2 separate regions of the Macaca mulatta genome follow, and region 1 is linked to region 2. The links are chromatin contacts, called in public Hi-C maps. All regions are on one chromosome and are shown on one strand. The core of a region is the stretch at or near the end of the contact, and the rest is flanking DNA. Distances in the headings are between cores, read along the strand shown.

The links. A called contact is a pair of places that touch in the nucleus more often than the background predicts.
Region 1: a Hi-C map of fetal cortex germinal zone shows a contact between it and region 2, with 2.6 times the contacts expected there. The contact joins the promoter of TXNRD1 here to the promoter of NFYB in region 2. A contact is called at or near these places in 3 of 14 Hi-C or Micro-C datasets (cortical neurons, fetal cortex germinal zone and fetal cortical plate).

Annotation. Positions count from the first base shown.
Region 1 is chr11:111,513,387-111,518,584 of T2T-MMU8v2.0, forward strand. It overlaps TXNRD1 (thioredoxin reductase 1), which reads left to right and starts at 3,271. Exons shown (of 15, transcript NM_001351765.2): 1 at 3,271-3,423.
Region 2 is chr11:111,361,080-111,365,600 of T2T-MMU8v2.0, forward strand. It overlaps NFYB (nuclear transcription factor Y subunit beta), which reads right to left and starts at 3,185. Exons shown (of 8, transcript NM_001257720.1): 1 at 3,086-3,185; 2 at 391-475. The coding sequence starts at 396.

The sequences.
Region 1 (5,198 bases), core at 2,021-4,520, 150 kb after region 2:
ATTAGCTGGGCTTGATGGCGCATGCCTATAATCCCAGCTACTCAGGAGGCTTTAGGAGAATCACTTGAACGTAGGAGGCGGAGGTTGTGGTAAGCCAAGATAGTGCCATTGCACTCCAGCCTGGGCAACAAGAACAAAACTCTCTCTTAAAATAAATAAATAAATAAATAAATAAAAATAAAATGAAATCCAAAATCCTGACTATGGCCTGATGATGGGTCTGACCTCTCGCTGTTCCTCTGAATTCACTACCTACCACTTTTTTTCTCACTTATCAGGAAATAATAAGAGTGAAGGCAGAGAATATGGCAGCTTGCTGGTTGAGAAGAAAATTTAAGGGAGTTCTGTCTGACTGATGCTATTTTCTTAAAGTAGAAAGTAGGTCATGAGCTAATGCAAGGTGTAGGGGCATTAGAAGTTTGAGGAAAGAGGGATATGTGTGAAACAGTCATTTTGGATCCTGAGAAAACAAATATTCCAGGGATGCAAAGGATTGCTGGGCAACATTGAGGACGCATTAGAAGTTTGTGGTCTTGACTTCAAAGTGAAATCACTTTTAATTTCTGTGTTTCCTTCAGCAATGTTTTGCTGCTTTAAGTGGAGTACAGAATACGTGGACAGCTAGGTTCAGCAAGGGTGGGCCTTGCCATGTCAACGTGACTGAGAAGTTTAGACTTCATCTTGAGGGCCCTAGACAGCTACTGAAGGTTTGAGTAAAGAAGATTTGGGTGTTAGAAAGATTATTCTAGCTCAGTATGGGGGGTGTGTGTGTGTGTGTGTGTGTATGAGAGAAAGGCTTATTATAGGTAGAACAGTAGTTTAATACAATAGGAGCCTTTATCAAACACCTGCATAAATTTGTTACAGCTTAGATGACAGTTCAGGAACATAGAGAGGTCTATTTCCAGTATTTTCTGAGTACCTACTATATACCAGATTCTGTAAAGACAAAATAAACAAGGGTTTGCCTATCCAAAGCTCTTGTAGAATATTTGTAATTATTATTAGGTATTTGGGGGACAAAGAAGAGGGAAGGTGCAATTAACACTGGTTGGAAATCCGGGAAGACTCCCAGAGGAGGTGACATTTCAAATGAGCTTTGAAGGACTAGGTCCTTAGGGAGGGAAGATAATTCTCAAAAGGAAGAATGAGCCCAGTCAAGAGATGCAAAATGTATGATTAAAACATTTTATGTTTATGATTTGCTACAGCCAGGCACAGTGGTTCACACCTGTAATCCCAGCACTTTGGGAGGCTGAGGCAGACGGATCTCTTGAGGCCAGGAGTTTGACCACCCTGGCCAACATGTTGAACCCCCATTTCTACCAAAAAGACAAAAAATTAGCCAGGTGTGGTGGTGCATGCCTGTAGTCCCAGCTACTTGGGAGGCTGAGGCGTGAGAATCGCTGGAACCTGGGAGATGGAGGTTGCAGTGAGCTGAGATGCACCACTGCTTTCCAGCCAGGGCAACAGAGCAAGAGACTGTCAAACAAACAAACAAACAAACAAATAAATAAATAAATTGCTGCATGATGAGAAATGATGGAAGAAGATGAGGTTCTTCCGTTAACCAGCAACTAAATAGAACTAAGGAGTTTTTCCTTGGGAATTCATGACAAGGGTAAGGCATCTAGGCCCTTAACAGCAGCAAGAACGATTTGAAAGAAAAGAAGATAGTTTTAAAATGGTGATTTTTAACTTAAAAGAAAAATAACTACATGGTGCTACTCTGGGCATCTTTGCTATAATTTGCTCACTTAGGAACAATGTGAAGTTAAAATGCCTTATCTAGCCTGTTTTGGAATGCTGGTAGAAAATATTAACTATAATCACTCTGAGGTGTCTATACAAGATGCTTTTAATGGCAAGGCTCTTCATATCAGTCCTTATTACTTGCTTTTAGTACATTATTTCAAATTAAATGATCCTTCTGTGTCCTAAGTCATGCTTTTGAAATAAGGTGTATTTTCGATATATTTCTAAGAAAGAGAAATTTATGACCTTAGTTCATGGGTCATTGTGTAGACTAAATGAGATAAAGGCATATACAATGATTAATACAGAACTTGGCTTGGGAGCCAGGAGTAAATGTTTTGTGTTCTCCCTTAGACCCAGTCTTTTCATGTTTTTCCTTCTTTCCTCCATAGATCACATTGTTTCCTGAACACCCATGTACTAGATCCATTCTCTGTTCTATGGACTCCAGAATCAGGTCAAACACTCATGTCAATAATCACCTTACAGGGGAAGTGTCATGTTAGTGTGTGTAGTGTGTGTGTGTGCCCCTTTAGAGGGCGAGGAAGCTAAACCAAGCCTCTGAGTTTCACCTTGGAAGGACCTGGCAGGACCTGGCAGTGGTTGCCTGTTTGTTTAGAGGGAATGTGGCTTCTGCTAGCCGTTAGGAGCCTGCAACGCTCTCACCTGAGAGTGCTTCAATCTGGCATTATCCAAAGAAGTGGGAAAGACGTTCATTCATTCATTCATTCATTCATTCATTCATTCATTCAGTCAGTTATTATGTATTTATTCAGCAAATATGCATACCCTGCTAGTGCGTGGTGCTGAGTAAGAACATGACTAAGAGAAGGGGAGCATGAGAGAGAATGGCTCACCTTAGTAGCAGCAGGTGGCTGGGTGCGGCTGGAGTTAAAAGACATTCAGTTTTTCTTAAAACAATAAAAACTAAACTCAGAGTCTGGTAAGGAAGAGGTGCTCTCAGGGGAAGTTGGGTGTGTTCCTGAGAATTTGTCATTTCTTTTCAGGATTAGTCAGGGTGAACTCCACGTTTCTTTTCAAAAGCCTAATAACTTCCTTTAGGGGATTACCAAACTGACTAATCCATGACCTTAGGGCAGTGGGTCCCAAACTTTGCTGCCAACTCAAATCACCTTTGGAGTTTTTTTTTTTTTTTTTAAACGCAGAGGCCCAGGTCACACTCCACACCAATGACATCAGAATGTCTAGGGGTGGGAGCCAGGCACTAGGATTCTAAAGACCCTAACGCGATGACAACAGCTAGCAAAGTTCTGGAGCTACTGCCTTAGGGCATAGTCTAGTTTCTTCACTAAAAACACACTTATTCCAAATTTGGTTCCAGAATTGCCTTAAATTGTTTTTTTGCTCTGTTCTTAGGTTGGGGGCGGCTATGAGCAGGCAGAGGATGTGGTGTCACCCAATTAGGAGCTCTCAGCTTGCTAAGCCAATTAGCATAGGCTGCCAGGGCTGCACGAGGAGTGGATTTCTGCTTTGTCATTCTGACTCTGGCAGTTAGCCCGCCCGCTCGGCGCAGGGCGTGGCTTCTCGTAGCCATTAGGAAACAGCAACCCTTTCACCTCAGTTTCCTTCGGTGCAGCATTTGCGGCGAAGCGAAAGGTGGTCGAGTCCTGAAGGAGTGCCTGATGTCTTCATCATTCTCAAATTCTTGTAAGCTCTGCGTCGGGTGAAACCAGACAAAGCCGCAAGCCCAGGGATGGGAGCACGCGGGGGACGGCCTGCCGGCGGGGACTACAGCATTGCGCCTGTGGGGAGCGGTGTGCGTCTCGGGGAAGGGGAGATATTTTAAGGCGTGTCTGAGCAGACGGGGAGGCTTTTCCAAACCCAGGCAGCTTCGTGGCGTGTGTGGTTTCGACCCGGTCACACAAAGCGTCAGCATGTGGTAGGTGAGACCGGCACCTGTAGGCTGGCGGTTTCCTTCCTCTTGCTCTTTGTAGAGACAATTTGCAGAACAGCGGAGAAAATGGGTATTGTATCGTTTCTTACAGAGCCTGAGTCTTGAAATGTAGATGACAATGTGTTGAGTGGACCGACAGATCCTTGACAGCATTAAGAAAGTATAACTATGTAAGAATACTTCTCCAGGAATTTTCACACCATTTAATCAGAAATCCTGAGACGCTGTCAAAACACATGGGGTCTCCATGTTTTTACAAGTGGGGAAAGCAAGGCTCGGAAAGATCAAGTGGCGTGCCCAGCTGGACACAGACTATTAAATGGGGCGGCGACGACGACCCCAGGGCTTCCTCACTCTCTCGGGCAGTACAGGATAGTGATTAAGACCGTCAACCACATTGCCTGGGTTTGAATCCTGCCTCTGCTGTTGAGTAGCTCCTTGAGCTTGGACAAGTTTCTTAGCTTTTCTGTACCTGTTTCCCTGTCTATAAGTTGGGCCTGGTAATACCTACTTGTAGACTGGTTGTGAAGTTGAAATGAAATGTTAATATATGTGAAGCAGTATAGATATATTAGCTACCATTATTACCATTAAGCAGCTCTCCTTTTTTTTTTTTTTTTTTGGAGACGGAGTCTCATTCTGTTGCCCAGGCTGGAGTGCAGTGACACAGTCTTGGCTCACTGCAACCTCCGCCCCCCGGGTTCAAGCGATTCTCCTGCCTCAGCCTCCCGAGTAGCTGGGATTACAGGCACCTGCCACCGCGCCCGGCTAATTTTTGTATTTTTGGTAGAGACAGGGTTTCACCATCTTGGCCAGGCTGGTCTTGAACTCCTGACCTCATGATCCACCCGCCTCGGCCTCCCAAATAAGCAGCTATACTTTGGAATGTTGGTGTGATTTATGTCTCATGAATAGGCCTCATGTCAGTGTAACTGTGGAATCTCTATGCTCCACTGAGTTCATCCCTTTGTGAAATTTTACCGTTAGTGCCTAGTTTCATCTGTAGTGTCATGTATAGTTCAGGATTCTTTTTAATAAAGCAGCAGATAGGCAGAGTGTTCTTTATTTTGCTCCACGGTTTCAAATGTCAAGGAAACATTGGAAGTTGGATTTTGGCATTCAGAATAGATGTAGAGTTCAAAGCAAGATCAAATTGGGAGGTGTTTTGTTAAAGTTGAGATAAATGGGTATTAAGCTTCTTTTTTGAAGCTTTTCTGAATTCGGGATTTACCGGGAAAGTAGGACGTTTAATTTTAGCAGAGCAGTGCAATGATTTAACTCTGACTAGAACTCTGACGTTTATAGCTAACCTTGAGGCCCTGTTTTCAGCCAGTTTGCGGATTTGCCGGGGTCAGACTCCAAGCTTAAGTGTGAGTTTTAGCCTTTGTCAGAAATGCAGCAAGTCATGCTAACTTGCAAGGGAGTCACCCGAGGGCACGCGGTGCCTGCAGGGCCGGGACGGAAGCCCCGCCTCCGGCGCAGTTCCCGCCTGGCCGCGGGGAAGAAGCACCTTACACGCCCCGCTCTG
Region 2 (4,521 bases), core at 1,935-4,434:
GTTCAAGGTCTGCAGGATCCCTCTGTGACATTCCCAAGTATCCAGGCCCATCACGCCTTTCTTCCCACATCTACTGCACTTAAGAGTTAGCATTTTCCATTCTGGGCATAACTGTCCCCTAAGTATTCAATTAACTGGCTAAACAGACAGCCCCTTTACAGCCGGGACAGGTTACCCTGTAGCCTCAACAGCACTTAGGGACCCATGGGAAATAATATATGCAAAAAGCTGAAAATAAGGAAGCAACAGGAATGAACAGAGGTACTGTCTGACTAGACTTGAAACGCATTCATTCTACCAGGCACCTCCAGTATAAATCAGTTATAATTTTATTTCCAGCCAATTACTATTCAAATCTAATTAACAACCAAAATGGTAAAACATACTTACTGTCATGAAATACTGTCAGAACCGTGTTGTCAGTGGTGCTGAAGAATACCTGTCTAAAAAGGTGTTTAATCTTTGTGATTTCAACCTAAAAGATAAACATCTATTAGGACCTAACATCTATCAGTAGTAAAAAATATATCAAATGTATCACTTACAGGCTTTTTTTCTCATAAAATTAAAGAGGGCATGTACAATTTTGACTACGATTCATAATCCATGGAGTGCATGGTATAAAATAGTATAAAAAGGCATCATCCAATAAATGTTTGTTGACTTGAAAGATTTATTTTGGAGAACTTACAAACAAGTTAATTCCATGGGGAAAGGAGAAAATGGATTTTCCAACATAACCCTGAATTTAGCCATATTCATCATAAACATTCATTACAATACACCAAATAGGGACCAAATTATATAATATGCAAGACGCCAAAAATTACACATCTAAATCACTTAAAACATTAACACCCAAGACGCAAATACACCCCTTATCAACTTAATTTTTTGGTGGCGGTTTTCTTACATGTTTCAGAGTAACATTTAGGCATTCTATCGCTGAAGAGGAGGAAAAAATTATCTGAGAATATAATGCTTTCCAATTAAGAATCTCAGATTATACTGTAATGAAGATACATTCTGCACTGGGAGTATATCAAAAAAGCAACACAATCAAGACCCTTATTTATAATTTTGAAGCACCACCATTTTTGACTAAAATTGCATCGAAATAGCACTTCAGTCTCACTGTAAGGCATAAATAGCTGAACAAATTAGTATCAATTGCAGTGTTACAAGTTTCATTTCTCATTTGTTCCCTTCTCTTTTTCAAAGGAAACAATTAAATGGGTGAGGGGTAGGATGCCAAAACAAAAACACATCCTTTCAGTGTTAATTTTAAAGGGAGAAGACATACTGATATGCATCCAAGCATGAAATCTAGCAAACAGCAGAAAAAATTGTAGCCACTGAATTGAATGTTTTTAATGCCACTAAAAGGGTCCAGGTAGCAAAGACTGCTTGACATTTGCTATAATATTAAAAGTAACTTATAATTTATTTTCAAATATTAATAGTATCCTCTAACCCCAAAACTGCTCAGAAAAGTCCTTCCTTGTAACGAGAAATGTTATTTTTTTAAAGGGTGTCTTTGAAAAAATAAGCCCTCAGAACACTTAAAATATGGGAGCTATATTTATGTATTTTGCTTGGAATGGGGGAGGGGGGTATGGACAGGGGAGTCACACCACACTCCCTCACCCAAAGAGTTGATTCAGTATATATTTAGATTCAGTACATTAAAGAAAAACACGGCCACCTCATATGGTATATATTTTCTTAAGGGCAGGTTGATATATGTAAAAGCTCAAGGGAATGCATACATCTGTTTAATGTTTGAAGAAATGCAAATTTGTATCCAAGAAAAGCAGTAGTCCCTTCCTCCACCCTCCATTCTTTGGCATCAACAACCAGAGTTTTGCATCAATATACAGTAATCCTTAAATTAAGATACAAGAGCAGCGCAGGGAAGGAATAATTTGCCTTTTAAGGAATTTTGGTTAAACTTTCAATACTTTACAAATAAAACCCCCACTGATTAGTGCCACTGATATTGATCCGTTTGCTTTCATCACTTTATGTTGCTGATTAGTTTCCATACTAAGAGAGATGAAACCACCCCAGTGATTTGTGGCACGAACCACGGAACTATGGGGTCCATGCGGGTTAGTGGGATGCCATTTTTTTTTAAAGGTCGCAGGCTACCTAACCTTAAATTATCCCGTTAGAGTGCTTTGAGCGAGATTATGATTTGTGGGTGCTCTGTAATTCTTTGTTCTCTAAGACTACCGTTCCTTAAGGCCCTGCATATCCTCCCGCCTCCCACCACTAATGATTAAAACCTTAGTCCAATCCGAAGGGCTTCCTTCCCACCTTCGGGGCAAGTCCTGGGACCGCAAGCCGCCAGATGGCTGCATTCTTTACGCGCAAACCAGACTGCGGGGAAGCCAAAGCCATGCCTTCCTCCCCACGCAGGTGCCTGGGTGGCCCCAGCCTCACGGCCCGGTCCGGGCGACCTGTCAGCCCTGCGAGTGCCGGGAGGCCGCCCCCAGAGCGCATCCCCTGACTCGCCCGGCCGCCCCGGCCCCCGCGCCCAACGCCTGCCTCCCGCCCGCCGCGCGGCCCTCGGGATGTGCGGGGAGACAAAGCGCCGGGCCCCACCACAGCCCCGCGGGCGGGAGGGGGGCGCCCCCGGGGGCCCGCGCCGCGGCCGGGGCTACGGGGCCAGGGCCCGCGCCGCGTCTCCCGCCCCTCCGCCGGCTCCCCGCACAAAATGGAGCCGGCCCGGGAAGCCGTCGAGAGCGGGGCCCCGACGCAGCCCCGCGGCCCCTCCTCGGCCTCGGGCCCGGAGCTCAACGGCGGCGAGCGGGAGGCGGCCTGGCCCGCGTCCCGCCGCTCCTCAGCCCGGCGCACAAAGAGCCGCGCCGCGGCCCCGCGCCCGCTCCCCGGCCCGGCCCGCTGCGGGAGCGGCCTCGCAGGCGCGGGCCCCGGCCCCGGCCCGCGCGGGAGGGCGGGAGGCGAGTGCCCCCGGCCGCGGCGGCGTTGGCGGCGGGGACGGCGCCGGGAGGAGACGGACATTTCATTCGAGCTAAAGTGGAGTCGGTTTAGGAGCGATCATTGGCCGAAGCGAGACACAAACCTCCAATGCAGCCCTGGTTGGCTCCCGTCTCCAATCGGCTGTTTGGTTGGACAGAAAATGGCTGCGAAGGAACCAGTCCCAGCGCGGAGCTCCGCTTCCAGGACTCGGCCTCCCCTCCCTCCGCCGCGGGCCGCTTCCCTCGGCGCGACACCCTCCCTCCGCGCCGCCCGCGCGCCCGCCCGCCGCGGCTCCGCCCCGCCCCGCCCCCGGCCCCGCCCCGCGCTCCTATGAGGCCGCCGCGCAGCTCCGGATCCCGCTCCTTTTGGCGCGAGGTCTTCTAGGGCCCGGCCCGGGCGCGCCGTTCGGGTCTAGGCGGGCCTTCTTCCCTGTGCTGACCCGGGCCTGTGCCAAGCGGGATCTCTCGGGCCTCCCTCTCCTTGTCACCCCTTCCCCTGCCACGTGAAGGTGTCTCAGCCGCCTGAGCTCAGCCTGCCTGCGCCTGGATTTTTAAGAAGGGGAAACCAGGGACAGAAGCCGCCCCCTAGGACGACGCGCCCGGGCCACGGGGAGAGTCTGAACGGCGGAGACCTCTTGGAGCGCCTTCAGCGCCTCGTGTTTTCTTTCCTTGGGTCCCTGTTACCGTCGCTGCAGGCACAGCGCTCCCTGTCATTTGGTCCCTGAGCTTGGGTGTTTTTCACATCTCATCTAAAGATGCAGACCCCTGCTAAGTCTAGCCAGCCTTCACCCTGAATCTTGAACTTAAGATGCTGCATTTTCCACCCACCCCCGCCCCTCTAGTAGCTGCAAATTGTCAAGCGGCTTTTCCCAACCAGATGACATTTTGGCTGCAAGAATCCGTGGCCCGTTCTTGCCTCTGTGCAGCCAAGCTCCTTCGCTTTCTCTGACTGCAGTCCCGGGTCCAGCTTCGCTCAGCAGTGACCATCCCAGAGGTGGGTAATCCAACACCACTCACTGCAACTGGATCTGGGGATGGCGTGCCCTCTGCCTCCACTAACCGAGTGGCCTGCGCCACATGAAACTCTCTAGCTTTGATTATGTAAAAATACAGAGAGATCTTTTATTTATAGAGTTCCCACTGTTTCTCAGAGTATTTAAACATTTCTGGGGCAAGTATGGAAGAAAGGACAAATGAAAGCCCCAAATTGTGAAAAGAGGAGTAAGTAGCAATGCCACTGTCATCAGACAACCTGACTTGAATTCCAGCTCCCCTTCTTACTGGCTTGTGATCTTGCCCAAATGTCTGCTTCTCAGGGTCATTTGGGATAATGTATACATAGAAAGCCCTTAAAAAAAAAAAAAAAGTTATCCCAGCACTTTGGGAGGTCGAGGCGGGCAGATCACCTGAGGTCAGGAGTTCAAGACCAGCCTGACCAACATGGCAAAACCCCGTCTCTACTAAAAATACAAAAATTAGCCGGGCGTCGTGATGGGCACCTGTAATCCTAACTACTCAGGAGGCTGAGGCAGGAGAATCG